Linked DNA regions of Gossypium arboreum: region 1 is linked to region 2. A link is a contact called in public Hi-C data. All regions are on one chromosome and are shown on one strand. The core of a region is the stretch at or near the end of the contact, and the rest is flanking DNA. Distances in the headings are between cores, read along the strand shown. Region 1 overlaps LOC108484463 (IAA-amino acid hydrolase ILR1-like 6). Region 2 holds the start of LOC108484599 (probable L-ascorbate peroxidase 6, chloroplastic/mitochondrial).

Region 1 (3,927 bases), core at 582-3,081, 62 kb after region 2:
TAAAAAGCTTAGTCATTTGAATATGAACAATCATTTGTCTAGATTTAATGAAATTACCGTTAAAAATTTAACGGAATGATATGAAATATTTTTAATAAGATATAATTTATTATTTTACATGTGAAAAATAATAAAATAAATAAATTATACATGATTAATAAATCATCTAAAAATATTTCAAAATTAATTCATACGTTTATTTACTGAGAGGATTCAAAAGATAATTAATAAATCAAACCGAAAATACTAAAGGTGTGCATTCATTTTGAAATTTTCTTTAAATAATTATGTTTATTTTCTTTAAATTAAGAGCTATTTTTTAAAATTGTGAATTATTTATTTATTTTCCACACGTAATTATTTTATTTGGTTATCTAAGTAATAAATTACATCTCATTAAAAATATTCCACATATGAAATTCCACATCATCCGTTAACTTTTTTAACAGTACTTTCATCAAATCTATTTAAAAAAGGAATTTGAAAAAAAGAAAGAATAAAGGTTGATGGCAAAAAAAAAAAGGCTCAAAAATACAATTAGGACAATTTTGATAAAACATATAAACGTTAGTGGCCAAATTTGTCATTAAGCCTTATTTTTATCACTAACTAACTAACAAAAAATAAAATTATAAAGAAAGTAGCATAAATAGACAAAGAGTAAAGAACAAAGAAAATAAAGAGCAAAAGAGAGCGTATCTTATTAATCAATAAGAATATTTATAAAGCTTCTCCAAAGTCTCTATTTGTAGACATAAGAAATACAAATATACTTATAATAACTATTAGAATTTAAAGTACATCAAAACTTATGTTAATGTTAATGGACATCCACTTAATAAAATATTCATATCATAAAGAAATTTGAAATCACTTGAAAGCAACTTAAAAATAATAATAATATTTGTTGACAATCTCATTATAGGTTAGGACTATATCTGACTATTTTTTAAACAATGCCTAAAATTATTCATAACCCCTTCTCAAACTTATAAATAGGAGATAATGAGTTTCAACACACTTAAATCTGTATCCTTCTACATTCACAACAATATCCATACCAATAGAGTTAAAATTGAATAGTATTTTTACAATAAATTCATATTTAAATTTCCATGATTCAAACAATGCTCAATTTTTCTTTTTCTTTTTTTGAATGTCTAAATTTTTTCTCTCTATTCATAAGCTTCATACGAGGGAGAAGAAATACATTGGAAGGAGCCCAAAAAAAAGAAAAGAAGACCTGAGATACCCCGAGCCCAGAGCCCATCTCCTTACAGCCAATCACTACCAAATTTCATCTTAACCGAGGTAATATAGTCGGTTGCATTAAATAAATCATAAAATATTTGCCTGGTTAAAGCATCTTAATGCTCTGAACAGAAATAGAGTTGAACGCAAAGTAGCATTAATTGAAACATTTAACACTGTTACAAGTTCAAAGAGCAGAGCATGGCATCCTCTGCTCAGTTCTTTACATCGCCAAAAGTTGAAAACCTTTGCCCTTTCCACCACCCTAACTATGATCAAAATCACCAGAGCACATGCATTGCCAATTCTCTCAATAATCAGTGCTCAACCCAGTTGGGGATAAATAAACCACAGATATAAAGCCTCTTTCCTTTTCAGCCATGCTCGTTGAGGTACCTTTCAGCAATGGTGGCATGAACCGCAGCACCAATGGGAAGAACATCTTCGTCGATCATGAAATACGGCGAGTGACCGGTGTGTGTCGATCCCAAGGTCTCGTTTCTTACGCCGATGTAGTAGAAAGCTGCCGGAACTACCTGGGAGTAAAAGGAGAAGTCCTCCGCACCCATCATTGGAGGGACCACCCTGAAATTTGGTGGTCCTAGCAAATCAGTGGCCACTTTCTTTACGTGCTCGTACATACGGTCGTCATTCACTGTTGGGGGATAGATTGTTGATTCTTTTTCAAAGAAATCGACCGTCGCCCAACATCGGAAAACATTGGCCTGTTCGACGATTACCTGTGTGTGTTTCCATGTCGAAGAATGTTAGAATTGTGAAAATAAGGACTCCAAATCTAAAAGTGAAAACTGCGACGAACCTCTTCGATTCTTTGGAGAAGATTGTAAAAATTGGCGTTGGAGAAAGCCCTGAAAGTACCTCCTATGACCACCGTTTCAGGGATCATGTCAAGATTATTGCCTCCATTGAAAGAAGTGACCGAGACGACCTGCATGCATTTGCATTACAAGATTTAAACAAGTTTAAAAAAATTTCCCCATGTTTTGGAAGTTGGAGAAATTTATAAAACAAAACTCAGACCTGGGAATCTAATGGATTTGATTCACGAGAAACAATTCCCTGTAAACTAATTACGGCAGCTGATGCAGCCAAGATTGGGTCGACGGAGTGATGGGGGCTGCCGGCAAGGCCTTTTCTTCCACTGATAACAGCTCGAAAGAAGCCGCAGCCGGCAAGAAGAGGACCAGGCCTTGAGCCGATAATACCCGTGGGGTGTTCGTGGGATACATGGACTGCAAAAATGGCCTCTACGTTTTCCAATGCCCCATCTCCGATCATCCGCTTAGCACCATTTCCGGCTTCCTCTGCCGGCTGAAAGATCACTATCACAGTTCCCTAGACACCCAAAGTATATTTAATTAAACATATTACTTAAAAGGAATAATACGAACAAATACGGTAGAAAATAGAAATACTATGATAGAAATATTAGAATTTTGGTCATTATTAGTAGTAAATTACACTAATAAATTTTTTCACCCAATTATAAAAAATTATAAAATAGTTTTTTAATTATTTATTTTTGCCTTTTTATCACTCAATAATCTTTGAATTTTGGATTTTTCAAATTTATGTTAACCAGCTGATAATGGAAAAAACAAACATTGAATAGTTGAATTATCTTTTGTAATATTTTATTATTGTTATTAATAATTAAGTAATTATTTTTATAATTTTTAATAATTAAGTGAATAAAACAATTTATTTGAGAAATAATAATAACAAAAACAAATAGCAAGCATGCGTAAAGTAAAAATTGAAAATAAAATAAAACCTGCTAGTGTTGTATAAATAAATTATCCCATTTTGTCTTCTTCTTAAAGCTTCCCACGACCAAACAAATTGTTCATAGAAAATGCAGATATTTTTTTAATGTAACAATAGTTAAATATTGATTGATTTTTATAATATTAAATGTTGGTTTGATTGATAAAAAACCAAATTAACCACACGTGGTTAGATGGAAGGAAAAGAGAAAACATAAAATAATGATTTTATACAAATGAGGACAAAGATTGGACATTATTGAGCAAGCAACTTAGGTTTATGTCACAGTCTGGAGACATAATATATGAATATCCATCCAGCTGTATGTATTTGGACTGTATCCGTATTCAATACGAATATATACACAGCCATGAATCCAGAGAAAGAATATATCTTATTGATATACTGTCTTTTTCAACAAGCTTTAACTATGACTTGCAGGAATTTCTATCAACATGTACAACAAAACATTAGGGAAAATTTTATTCTTCTTCCACACAACTTTATGTCCTTGATCAAGATTCCTTCCCATGTATAAAGGTAGGCATAGGATGGAAAGTAAGTTATCATGCTTTAATTAAAAACATATTTCTTTAAGCTAATATTTGATGCATTGTAGGGTTTATAATTTTATCTACTCAATAAACTAAAAATAACATGATATCTTCTTTTTTTTTAAAAAAAAATTTAATCTACTTAATTTTATTTTAGATCTTATTAAGAATTTTATTTTGAATGATACGTTATTATTTAATAGGTTGTAAAGTGATAACTATAAGAATATATGCTTGCCAACAATCTCTTGGCTTAGCAATAAGAGTATTTGTGTTGTGACATGAGAGCTGGGGTTCAATCCCTAACAACCTCACCCCTAATCCTAATTATAAT
Region 2 (4,153 bases), core at 1,403-3,902:
AAAGACATATGATAAATTCTATTGGTCTAAAATTTCTCACTCTACAAATGCCCCTTAAAACTTGGTTATATACACAACTTTTGTTGAGTGTAAAAAGTGGACAAGTCAATTCTAACCTCATTTCACCTCAAAACAACTTCAAATCTTGCAAATCTAAGTTTAAACCTCGAAATTGAAAAGTTTCAATCTTCACAAGATCTTTTCCATTTCGAAGTTTGTGCTTTTACACAACCCCAAATTCGCCTTCACTATTGGGATTTGAGAGATAAGCCTTGAAATTGACCCCAACCCAAAAATTAAGTGTAATTATTTGCCATGTTATTTCTCTTGGCAATTGCAGAGTTAGAAGGTCGGTAATGGCCTTAATTCGCTTTAAATTGAAATTTTTTTCAACTCTTTATAATTTATAAAATTTTAAATTAATAATAGTAAATTTACATTTTGACTCTCCAAAATAAAAAAAATATAATTTAATTCTTTAAAAATTATAAAGATATAGATTATTAAAATAATAAAATTATATTTTTATTATCGTAAAAATATACAATTTAATTCCAATCCTCCCTAAAAAATTTTTTGACTACGCCACTATCTCTTAATTGAAAAATATATTTTAGCTTTGTTACAGATGGGGATAAAAGTTGTTAGTGTTTTTACTCTATCTAGTGATACTAGTTTCTTTCAGAAACCTTGGAAAATAAAATATTTTGTTGATTTGAGTGTGGATATGCAAATGTCTCCTTCTAAAATAAAAGAAATTATATAGACTTAAAGGTGTAAAAACCCTCAAATTTTAAAAATAAAAATTAAGTCTCTACTTTTGTTTTTTTATTTACTTAGGTACTTGAACTTTCACAATGCATCAAAAAGACCTTCAAACTTTTTAAAAAAAATAGTAGTTAAGCCTATGGTTTTTTTACACTCAATTGGGTACTTGAACTTTTAAAATGCATAAAAGGCACTAAAACTTTTTCAAAAAAGTAATTAAACCCATGTTTTTTTTTGCACTAAATTAGATACTTAAATCGCCTCTAATTTTTTTCAATTAAAGTCATAATGTGTCACAACCATAGTGTGACATGTGGCAAAAATGATAAAAATAAAAATCAATAAAAGTTATAAAATGATTAAATTTAATAAAAAATATTTAAAATTAAAATTAGAAAAAATTATAAAAAATTGTAAAATTTTATAAAATCATAAAAATTATAAAATATATAGAAATATAGAAAAAATATATAAAATTTTGTAAAATCGTAAAAAATTATAAAAAAGTAAAGAAATTTAAAATTTGTAAAAAATATAAAATTATCGTACTAAAAGAAGCATTTTATAATTTTTCTATAACTTTATTGATTTTTAATTTTATCATTTTTGTCATATGTCACATTGTGTTGCTACATATGATGACTTCAACTGGAAAAAAACTGGGGGTCATTCACTTTAATGGTCAACAGTTAAAGTTAATGGTTAAAGACCCTTTTTGATGCATTTTATAATTTTTTTATGATTTTTATAAAATTTTACAATTTTTTCTAATTTGTAAATATTTTTGTTAAAATTTAATAATTTGTATAAGTTCTATTGATTTTTATTTTTTTATATTTTTTTGCCACATGTCACGCAGATAGTTGTGACACAAGATGACATTAACTGAAAAAAATGAGGGACAGCTATTCTTTAATGATCAATTGTTAAAGTTAATGGACGAATGACATTTTTTTGTTGAATTTTATTTATATTTGAATAAAAATTTTAATTAGGAAGGAGATAAACTTGATTGACAATTTTTTTAGCTTTAAAATAAAAAGGTGGGTGTCTTGGAAAATTTAAATTTAAATTTAGAAGAAAATTAAGAAAAGAAACGAAAAACAAATTAAAAATGAAATTGATAAATTTAAATTTATAAGAAAAATAGTCTATTGAATCTTAGTTTGATTAGCATAGGCATTGTTGCTAATGCAGGAGGATGAGTCTGAGTACGCTAAAGTGCATTGTTCTTCTATTTATGGATTGGAGATGAGTTATGAGTAATTTTAGGCATAGTATAAAAAAATAGTTTATATGAAATTTTTGTCATTACCCTTTAACGTTTTGGCCACTCAGCTTCAAAAAGTTACAAAATGGTCACTAAATTATTCAAAAATTTTCATTTTAAGTTATTGAACTATTCAAAATTTTTTATTTAAGTAACTGGGCTGATAAGTTTCTTTTTTTAAAAAAAATTTGGGTAGCAAGCTCTAAACGACAATTTGATGATTGGTATAGTGGATTGACACTCATCGACGAGTAGAACATACTTTAGATTCAAGTTAATTCGATGATCAGTGTCGGAGATTGGATAATACAGCTGTTTAGATTTTGGTTTGCAGATTCGTAACTTTCAAATTTGTTTTATGAAAAAAATTGAGCTAGAGAAGAGAAAGGGAATAGGAGTTTTTGATTAATGTAAGTCGTGTGAGCAGAAAAAGCCATGCAACAATGATTTTAATAGTCTAATGACTTAAATAAAACTTTTGGATAATTCAATGACTATTTTGTATCCTTTTAAAGTTAAATAACTAAAACATAAATTTACTAATAATTTAATGATTTTGAGGTAATTTTTCATAGTTTTTAATGCATCGGATGTTACCAAAACCGTTTGGAGAGCAATTTTTTTTTTTTTTGGATTTGGGGGCTTGCTATTGGTCCAAAATAACGACTTCTTAATCCAAAACAATTGGAGACAAAGCGCAGAGCCAAATGGCACAGCCATTATCACAGATCAGCTGAAAGTGAAAACTATTACTGAAAAGCTCCTAACTGTCGTTCGCCGTCGCGCACAACCTCCTCAACCACCGCAGCTTCCGTCGGCCAATGACTTCGTCTCTAGGCACCACCGCCTCTTCTCGAATCTTAGCATCTTCCTCCCCCGGAGTTCGACTTTCTCTCCATCCCCCCACCTCTTTTTCTCTCCTTTCTTTCTCTTCCTCTTTTAAGCCCTTCGCTTTCTCTCCATCTTCTCATTTCTCTTCCCACCAGGTTAATTCCTCCTTTCACATTTCCTAGTTCTTTCTTTCTTTTTATTTTTTTTATTTTTTATATAAATGTTCTTATTCTTTTTAGTTAATTTTGTTTTTTGTTCATAAAATAGAGGAGATCGGCAGTTAATGTGTCGAGTAGCAGAGGATTCGGCACAGTTGCAAGTCCGAAATGTGCAGCTTCGAATCCTGATCAGTTGAAGAGTGCTAGAGAAGATCTCAAGCAACTTCTCAACTCTCAGTTCTGCCATCCTATTCTGGTATTAATGTCTTAATTCTTGTTCTTTCTTTCTTGGGAATAATGTCGCTATGCTCTTTGAGTTTTTAGCATAGAAGAAAGATTTCTCGGTATATTGCGAATAAATGTTTGAATTTAATGAATTTTATTTCATATTTGAAGAAATGAAGTACTTATTAGTAGTTTAGGTAGAGCATTAAGGGTGGTTTCAGTTTAAGCAGCATTAATAATATGTAGAGTGAAAGGATGAAAAGAGAAAGGTGGAGAAGTTAAAAAAAAAAAAAAAGAATTTTGAGTATGTTAGGTAGAAAAGTAAAGCCATGAGCAAGAAAACATGAGGGTGATTATTTTTCACTCTAATACATAGAAACAAATAATTTCAAATTCCAATGCCAAGAGGAGAGAAAAACTGAGAGTCAGTGAGTGTGCATATTTACAAGATCATTCATCATTTTCTTTTAAAACATGTATATTGTGCTTAGTTTTAGCCGAGGATAAACGATGTTTATTTTCATATACTTGAAATTTGATTTTATAAACTTCAGGTTCGCCTAGGATGGCATGATGCTGGTACCTACAACAAGAACATTGAGGAATGGCCACAAAGGGGTGGAGCGAATGGAAGTCTTAGGTTTGAAGTAGAGCTAAAACATGCCGCCAATGCTGGTAACATGTTCTTTGTCTACTTATACAATGTAATTAGTTAGTTGGTAATTGGTAGCACTGTTGTCTCATTATCTTTTGTTTCAGGCCTAGTGAATGCATTGAGTCTTATTCAGCCTATCAAGGACAAGTACTCTGATGTAACTTTTGCTGATTTGTTCCAGTTGGCTAGTGCTACTGCTATTGAGGTCTTGCTTGCTGTTACTCTTGAATGTATATCTTTTTGATT

The links. Hi-C and Micro-C count contacts between places; a contact is called where the count stands out from the background.
Region 1: a contact with region 2 is called in a Hi-C map of leaf, with 4 times the contacts expected there. The contact joins the enhancer-like site here to the promoter of LOC108484599 in region 2. A contact is called at or near these places in 3 of 5 Hi-C or Micro-C datasets (all in leaf).

What each region holds. Positions count from the first base shown.
Region 1 is chr6:135,629,045-135,632,971 of ASM2569848v2, forward strand. LOC108484463 (IAA-amino acid hydrolase ILR1-like 6) reads right to left here. Exons shown (of 5, transcript XM_017788254.2): 3 at 2,293-2,607; 4 at 2,072-2,200; 5 at 1,296-1,991. The coding sequence ends at 1,626. Among protein-coding and RNA genes, the nearest start is that of LOC108484463, 4.8 kb to the right of the region's middle. Within about 2 kb of position 1,832, at least 2 of the 2 cell types and tissues checked have an H3K27ac peak or open chromatin away from gene starts, as enhancers often do. A contact at or near this core is called in leaf, where this site is marked.
Region 2 is chr6:135,566,684-135,570,836 of ASM2569848v2, forward strand. It overlaps LOC108484599 (probable L-ascorbate peroxidase 6, chloroplastic/mitochondrial), which reads left to right and starts at 2,653. Exons shown (of 12, transcript XM_017788447.2): 1 at 2,653-3,024; 2 at 3,137-3,283; 3 at 3,807-3,927; 4 at 4,012-4,112. The coding sequence starts at 2,860.